Linked DNA regions of Mus musculus: region 2 is linked to region 1. A link is a contact called in public promoter capture Hi-C data. All regions are on one chromosome and are shown on one strand. The core of a region is the stretch at or near the end of the contact, and the rest is flanking DNA. Distances in the headings are between cores, read along the strand shown.

Evidence for each region. Promoter capture Hi-C pulls out the DNA fragments that hold promoters and counts their contacts.
Region 2: a contact with region 1 is called in a promoter capture Hi-C map of fetal liver, with 4 times the contacts expected there. The contact joins the promoter of Hnrnpa1 here to the promoter of Slc11a2 in region 1. A contact is called at or near these places in 2 of 39 promoter capture datasets (erythroid cells and fetal liver).

What each region holds. Positions count from the first base shown.
Region 1 is chr15:100,421,592-100,426,257 of GRCm38.p6, forward strand. Slc11a2 (solute carrier family 11 (proton-coupled divalent metal ion transporters), member 2) reads right to left here and starts at 1,464. Exons shown (of 17, transcript NM_008732.2): 1 at 1,371-1,464. Gm5475 (predicted gene 5475) reads left to right here and starts at 1,602. Exons shown (of 3, transcript NR_040351.1): 1 at 1,602-2,653.
Region 2 is chr15:103,238,717-103,242,816 of GRCm38.p6, forward strand. It overlaps Hnrnpa1 (heterogeneous nuclear ribonucleoprotein A1), which reads left to right and starts at 1,681. Exons shown (of 11, transcript NM_001039129.4): 1 at 1,681-1,812; 2 at 2,364-2,480; 3 at 2,730-2,876; 4 at 3,187-3,397; 5 at 3,490-3,582; 6 at 3,664-3,756; 7 at 3,928-4,002. The coding sequence starts at 1,798. Cbx5 (chromobox 5) reads right to left here and starts at 1,136. Exons shown (of 5, transcript NM_001076789.2): 1 at 1,017-1,136.

The sequences.
Region 1 (4,666 bases), core at 214-2,713:
TTACCAGCAGAGCTACTGCAGGAAACAGCCTAAAACGTTACTTAACCACCCCATTCAATAAACTCAGCAGAAGCCAAGTTTGAGTGGTAAAAGTCTGTGATCTCAGCAGAGGCAGGAGGATCACTGTAAGCTAGAGGACAATTTGGTCTACACTGCAAGTTCAAGGCCAGTTAACGAGAGGTAGCCAGATCTAGTCTCAAAAAGACAAAGAGTAAGAAGGTACTGTCAGCACCTTGCATCTCTTCACCTGTAATTAGATGCACTTGCAGACTAACAGTATGGCTAGAAAGCCTTGCCTGGAGGACCTTTGGCAATAGCCCAGGGGACTCAGGGCAAAGACTACTGAGAAGGTTAAAGTCTTTAAGGAAACAGCAGGCACAAGCAAGCAGTAATTTAAAAAAAAAAAATACCGGTCAGCAGGAGACTGCCCTAAGCACTTTACCTGTATTAACTAACAACACCAACAGCCCTGACAGACCCAACCTTCACCACCACCACCACCACCACCCCATCCCCCCACCCCACCTTTAAGTGTGGACCGCAGGAAAGCTTAAGGAGCCTGAACCAAAAGTTAACACAGCCAAGAAGTAAGGAGACTTGGTCAGGGTGGAGAATGCCACGGTGGACAACGTGGACAGTTTCCCGTGGTTTCCCCACGGGTCACATGGAAGCTCTCGGATGCCCACCGGCCCTCACCAGCTCTTCTCCCATATTTTGCTTTTGCTGCCTTAAATCACACCGTTGAAAACCAAGGGATAACCGAGTGTCTCCATTTTATACAGCGGAAACTCTACTTCTGAGGATGCCCTTCCAAATATGATGTATCCAAGAAACGGACAAAGAATCCAAAGGTGGAATATCAAACAAATGAGTTTGCAAACTACCCGGCCTAGGACGCCGCTGAGAAGGGGAGTATCCATCGCGTGCAAGTGTCCCTGAACGAGGCCTTGGAAGGCGCAGGGTCCCAGGCTGCACACACAGCCGGACAACCGAGCAGCACTCAACCGCGAGGCCTGAGGCCTTCGGGCAGACCGCGCAGCTCCCGCAGCCGCTGGGCTGACAGGGCGCTGCGCTGCAGGGCACCCGGGGCTCCGGGAGGGCACTGCGGTCGCACCCCCCGGCCGGCCGGCCGCGGAAGGGTGGTCCGGTGTCCCGGGTGGCGGTGAAGAGCCGAGGCCCGTGATCGTCGGCGCCTATGCTGAGCCGGGAGCCCTCCCGGTCTCCTCGGGATACCGGGTTCCCTCCCCGGGCTCGCCGCTGCGCCCTCCCCGCAGGCTGCTCCAGCCCCGTAGGTCGCCGTCCGAGCCCCCTCGCACGCCCGCGCACAGCGGGCCGCCGTAACCCCTGACCCTGCCAGCACCCCGGCTTACCGGCTCCGCCACCTCCACACACGCCGCGCCGGCGACTCCATATCCCAGGAGCCAGCGGCGACCCAGTCAACCTCCTGCCCTCCCGTGATTGGCCGGCCGGGCGGGAGCCCCCCTCTCCTGATTGGCTGGACTCCTGCAGCTGCGGGATTGCGTGGCCGGCGGACCGGGAACGGAGGCTCCGCCCATCCGAGCTGCCTGGGGGCGGGGCCTGAGCGGGGGCGGGGCTGATCCGGAGGCGTGATTCCGCCGGGCGCGCCACGGTCCTCGCAGTTCAAACCTTCGGCGTTCTTATATTGGCAACTCCCATCCCCGGAATGCTCGGGACATATACATTTTTGTCATAGTTCCCGCCACTTCCTTTTAGGCAGCTACACGCCTTTTTCCTCCTAAGAGATGATAACTCCGAGAAACAGCTACACTCGATCCTAAGGCGCCATGGCAGTCCCTATTAGCTTCTTGAGCCACTGCTCGGTGCCCACTGACGCGCCAAGAACACCCCACGCCTGGGAGGAACCGAGAAACTTCGACCAGTGGAGCCAGTTCGGCTGCACCCGTCGTCCTACTCCCAAGACTCACAGTGATCCCACCTGGCTCTGTCTCTTCTCCACACATTTTATCCTGCCTGCCCCCAAAACAGTCCCACTCCATCCCCGGCCTCAGCCTCACCTCTTCGCAGTTTTATGACCTGACAACCCCCCGCCCCAAGTTGCCACCGAAAAGGACTTCTCGATTTCCCCTACAACAGTATAGATGACAGCCCTGTTTTCTTCATATAGAAACTGCCGGGAGAAATGTTCATTATTTGGTAAGAACGGAGATAGGAAGAAAGGGTAAACCCTAAAGATGGAAACTTTAAAAAAAAAAAAAAAATGACAGCAAAAGCAAACAGAAAGGCCCCTGGCTGGGGCTGCTGCTCTTCATACAGAATCGTCACCTGAAAGAAGAGAAACTACAAATTAATCTTGGCCGCCTCTCCAGCTCATCCGTGGCGTTGGAGAAAGGCTTCTTAAATGCCTTCGAGCCCAGAACCTTTCTTCTGGGACCTTCCGCTGCATCTAGAAAAGAAAGGGGCGAGATCTGTTTGTGTCAGCGTCCAGGTGTGCTCCTCGGCTGGCCAGCGTCCCTGGGCTGTGGCCACTTACTTAGCTCACAGTTGGGAGCAGCTGCTGCCGCCCTTGGCTGCTTCTTCCCCATGGTGCAGGACTGGTTTGGCTTTTCAGAGCAGCGCAGCCTCTATATATGCAGAGGAGTACGCCTCCCCTTGGCTAGAGAGAACACTTAAGGTAGGTCAACACTGAGGGAAAAATTTCAAACCGCACCCTTCAAAGCATAATCAAATTTCATCTTTGACCGGCCATGAGAAGGAGGAATTGTATTTCTGCCACTCCTAGTTATTAGTAAAAATTAATTGAGTTAAAAGTTTTCTTCTGAGATTTCATTTATGTGCCATTCGGCAGGGCAGGACGTGGAGGCGGGCAGTGGGTGCCCTGGCGGTAATGTAGTAAAGCCTTTTGTCTGGAGGCCACTCCCCTGGGAGTTGAAGCTGGGGTTCAGGGACTCACTCCACTGTAGATGAGCAGAGGACTCTGTCCCTGTGAGAAGGGAGGTGGAACCAATTAACCCGAAGCCTTGACAGCCCACATCCATTTTCCACTCAGTACGTGCCACACTGAAGTGATTATAAGACTTCAAAGTAAAGGTGAAAACGCCACCTGGTCTCTCCCTCCAGATCTGAAGGAGCCAAGGGCGGCCATTAGCTAGTCAATCAGTGATCTCCAGGCAGGGGAGCAAAATGGGCAGAACCAGAACTTAGTACCCGACAGAAAAGAAAAAGTCCCGAGGCAGCAAAACAGAAATCCAGGGCAGGGGTTTTTCTGTGTAGTAGGAAGAAAGCTTACAGAAAGAAGGGGGGCGGGGGGGTTGCCTCCTGGAAACAACTGGTGTACTTACCTAAGAACGAACAGAAAGAGCCGCTGACTCAGATTGCCGACACAGGCTGCACATTTAAGCAGCATGTCGGTTCTGGAAACCATGAGTTTTCTGAGCAGCGTCCCAGAGAAGAGTCTCCGTGCCTGCTCAACTCCTGCAAGTCCCAGGTTAAGAAGTGATCTGCTTCCAACTGTGGTAGCTATCAGACAGTTGCCTAAGGCAAAGTTGCCTTTGCAGATTAAGCTGAGGACAACTTGTCCTCAGAAAATAGAAGTGCCCATAAAACCATCCATGAAATCAAATCTGGCAGAGGAAAGATTTGAATTTATGAATTCTAGAAGAGAAGTAGGGATGAGGCATAGCTGAATGGTAGAGTGTGGGGCTCTGGGCTCCACTGTTACATCACACACACCAAATACATACACCACACACACATACCATACACTAAATACATACACCACACACACCAAATACATACACATACACCACACATATACACACATGACAAATACATACACATACACTACAAACACACACACCACACCAAATCCATACAAATACGCATACACCACACACATTACACACATGCCAAATACACACACCACATAGCAAATACATACACATACACCACACACACAAACTGAAATAAAAATCATGCAGGACTTGGTAGTAAACTCCTTTAATCCCAGCATTCACGAGGCAGAAGCAGGAAGGTCTCTGAGTTTGTGGCCAGCCTGGTCTACAGAGCAAGTTCCAGGATAGCCAAGACTACAAAGAAAAAACCTGTCTTTAAAAAACAAAACAAGAGCCGGGTGTGGCGGCGCACGCCTTTAATCCCAGCACTCGGGAGGCAGAGGCAGGCGGATTTCTCAGTTCAAGGCCAGCCTGGTCTACAAAGTGAGTTCCAGGACAGCCAGAGCTATACAGAGAAACCCTGTCTCGGGGGAAAAAATTGCAAAACTAAGAATGGATCTTGCACACAGTCTCCATGCGTCTCTCCTGCACACCCTATCCACTCTTGTTGCTCTGTTCCTTGATTCTCACTTAAGGTTGCCCCAACAGAACTGAATTATTTTCTATAGACACTGTGTTTCACACTTTACTGATTAATCTTCAAATGGAAGATAAAGGTTTCTGTCTCATGAGTCTGTGAGGATGAACAGATGTTTACAAAGGTTAGGTAATTTGAGAACTGACTCAGCTGTAAAGAGCCCTGGCTGCTCTTCCAAGGACCTGAGTTCAATTCCCAGCACCCACATGGCAGCTCACAACTGCCTGTAACTCCAGTTCCAGGGGAGCTGATACCCTCACACAGACAAACATGCAGGCAAAATATCAATACACATAAAAATAAATACAAAGAAGAA
Region 2 (4,100 bases), core at 431-2,930, 2.8 Mb after region 1:
TTCAGATAAAAGAATTGGGAACATGAATGGTGGTGACAAGTACATGATGACACAAAACAAACAAACAAAAAACCAAATGTGTCTATTTTTATTAAGGTTTTCATTATTTCATCAATGACAATTATCCCTCAAACATACAGGCCTTGGCCCCACTGTTTCCATAGAAGCAACACGTTTTGACTTTTGACATGTAACTCTCAAAAACTTTCATAGAGATAGAAATACAAATACAGTGTCCCTGGAAATGGGTGCTAGTGGTTAAGTCTATTTTTCTTGGATGCTTTTCATTGCAAGTACTTTACCTAAGTCATCTCATTCAAAATTTCAATATTCTTCTCTTAAAAGTTTTCAAAGACTAAAGGCACGTTCTCCAAAGTCTCAAGTGAAGGGAGGAACGTACCAAAAACTACAAGAAAAATGATTAACTCAAGGGCCACAAGAAAACATATGTTTTCCCTAAGGTAATATACAGAATGAATGCCTTAGTTATAGGAGTCATTTTAAGTTAAAATACTCGCCCCCACAAATGCAAGAGTAAGCTTTATTGGGGGGGGGAGGGGGGAATCCTGTCTTTCTAGTGACTCCTGGCTTGCTCTAAGAATTTAACCAGCCAACTCCCGCGCTCCCCACAGGAGTCCAGCCTCTGCCTCTTGGGGAAGGCCGGCCAATCGCGCGCTTGGGGCTCATTGGCTCGGAGAGACGCAACTCAGGCGAGAAAAACCCGCCTCCCACATTCCGATGGCCCAAGGACCGATCGGTAGGCAGCTATAGGAAAACCCAATTGGCCTATAGGCTCGCCAGTCAAATGCTTCGGCAAGGCAGCTTCACAGAACCTGCAAGGATAAAACATCCCGCCCCAGTTGTCCTATTGGCTGGCCCGACCCGTCGCGGCCCCTTCACTGTCGTCGTCCACCCCCCCCCCCACCAGTTCAGCGGTCCATTCATTTCGTACAATAACCGGTGCAATGGGAGCGGGTTCAAGATCTCGTACGGGTAGACGAGACTCTGCCACTTACCCAAGATCTAAAGTGATCACTCACGCTAAGGCCTGCACGGTTCCTCTGTGGTAAAGCGGCACCACAAGCCACCGCTACCGCCGCCTTCTGCGCAATGCCAACCGCCCGCCAAAACGGATCCTTCCCTGCGCCTGCGCAACCAATCCTGGGCTTGGACCTTTTCTCCGCCCAAAACGCCTGCGCAAAACTGGACGCTGGTCCCGCCACTACGCAGGCGCCTAGGTTCACAACCCTCTCCCGCCCGCCATTTCACGTGTTCCAGGCAGCAGGCGGAACATCGTAGTGCGCCGGCGTGAACTCGCCATTTTTATTACACATGCGCCTTATAGGGAGTGGCTGGGAAAAGTCGCGGTGAGCTACTTTGTAGCGTGCGGTCCTTTGACGAGTGAGTTTGTAATGTTCGGGTGTGGGAAAGTTATGAAAGGCATTTAAAAGACGTGAATACATTCAAATATAAGTGACTGGCTAGTTAGCCAATCAATGCGATTAAGGATAAGATCCCTTGGGGCATCAGTGACTCAAAGGGGCGGAGTCTGAATAGAACGCCCAAACGGATGCCGTTTCTTAGCAGGGCGTCTTCACGGGCCAATGGTGGGAGGGAATAATTTCAAATCTCCAATAAGACTCAAGTAAGGGCGGAGTCTACCAATACCGAGAGCGAGGAGGCGGGATAAAAGGGCGAGCAGAAGGTAGGCTGGCGGGCACGTTCGTTATCGTATTCCTTTCTGCTCTTTGACGCTGCCGAGGAAGCATCGCTGAAGGCTCTCGTAACTCTACCGTCATGTCTAAGTCCGAGGTAAGTTGGATGCGCTTTGCAGCTTCTCTTTCTTCCACACTTACTGAATATAGCGGGATGTGACGTGTTTTGCTGCTCGCACCCGTGGTTTCGGTGTTTTATCGATTAGTGCTGAGGCCTACTTTAAAAAAATGCAGGTCGCCATTTTGTCCTCATAGTCACCATGAGGCTGCGATCCGACCGCCATTAACGTCCATGCACTGTTCCTTGTGGCAAACTTCACAGACTAATGATCTGGGGAGTGTGGCCTTTTCTTCCCCTCCCCCATTCTGGTCTAACAATCGCTTGTTAAAGAGATATTAAGTCTTAATGGGGATGGACCCGACTAACCTGTGCCCTTTGTTGCGCGTGCGTATGAAGTAAAAGTAAGGACGCATGCGCTGCGTGCAACTCGAGTGAATCCCCAGCAGCACCTCCTAGCCTAGGAAGGAGCACGTGGTCTCGTGCAGTAATAAAGAACAATAAAAAAGTGTAGCATGTGTTGTTGCGGGGTGTTGATTCATTTTCCCAGGTTCCAGCCCCTCCGCTAAACACTCCCTCCTCCACTTTAGTCTCCCAAGGAGCCAGAACAGCTGCGGAAGCTCTTCATCGGAGGGCTGAGCTTCGAAACAACCGACGAGAGTCTGAGGAGCCATTTTGAGCAATGGGGAACACTAACAGACTGTGTGGTAAGATTAAAAGAAACAAAAGGAAGAGCTGGCTTATTTCTTCCGATTTAATCTGCTGCTTCTTAGCTAAATTGTTTTGTGAAGTTAACTAATGGGATGGTAAAAAAAAATCTGGGGCTTTCTTCAGATCTGTAAGAAGCTTACATTTCCACCCCCCCACTCTGAAGTTTCATGTTTGCCTTGATCAGACTAGGAATGGCTTTTGATTCTGAGATCAGGCAGTGTATTGATTGAATTAACTCTAAACAGGTAATGAGAGATCCAAACACCAAGAGATCCAGGGGCTTTGGGTTTGTCACATATGCCACTGTGGAAGAAGTGGATGCTGCCATGAATGCAAGACCACACAAGGTGGATGGAAGAGTTGTGGAACCTAAGAGAGCTGTCTCAAGAGAAGTGAGTGGTTTTTCTCTTTAACCTGAGACTATGATTGGGGCAGTCCTCAATTGGGAGATCCCCCCCAAGTGGTATTAAAGGCGAGGGCCTGGAGGTGGTGGCACACGCCTTTAATCCCAGCACTCCGGAGGCAGAGGCAGGTATATTTCTGAGTTCGAGGCTAGCCTGGTCTACAGAGTGAGTTCCAGGACAGCCAGGGATATATAGAGAAACCCTGTCTCTGAAAAAAAGGGGGGGGTGGGCCACCACACCTTCCCAGTCATTTAGAAACTGCTACTACTAAATAACTGAAGTCATTTTTCCTTTTTAGGATTCTCAGCGACCAGGTGCCCACTTAACTGTGAAAAAGATCTTTGTTGGTGGTATTAAAGAAGACACTGAAGAACATCACCTACGAGATTATTTTGAGCAGTATGGGAAGATTGAAGTGATAGAAATTATGACTGACAGAGGCAGTGGGAAAAAGAGGGGCTTTGCTTTTGTTACCTTTGATGACCATGACTCTGTGGATAAGATTGTTAGTAAGTATCAGAGGACTACGTGTTCCTTAATGACTCTGGAGTCCTCTTGTGTTTTTTTTTTTTACAGTCCTGAATCTACCTTTTTCTCTTAGTTCAGAAATACCATACTGTGAATGGCCACAACTGTGAAGTAAGAAAGGCTCTGTCGAAGCAAGAGATGGCTAGTGCTTCATCCAGTCAGAGAGGTGCGTTAATTTTTGGTTAGATTGTGGGCGCCAGCATGAATTACTATGGGTTAGCCTAATGATCCAAAAATCTCTTTTAAGGTCGCAGTGGTTCTGGAAACTTTGGTGGTGGTCGTGGAGGCGGTTTTGGTGGCAATGACAATTTTGGTCGAGGAGGGAACTTCAGTGGTCGTGGTGTGTATGGTTTATTTTTGATTCCTTGTTGGTTTCAGAGCTTTTAAATATTAACTGCTACCCTGTGTTTCCAGCATTTATGGATTTTACCCGAATATAGTTCTAGTACAGAATTAGATTTTGATAAGCATTCATGTATAAAGCCTGGTTTAAAGCTTTGGTTTCTTCCAGGTGGCTTTGGTGGCAGCCGTGGTGGTGGTGGATATGGTGGCAGTGGGGATGGCTATAATGGATTTGGCAATGATGGTAAGTTTCCTAAGGAGTCTGTAAGTAATGGTTTCTGGAAACCTGTACCTTTAGAGTAGGCTAGTAGAAACTAAACTTAGTGCATGACAAAGTTCGAT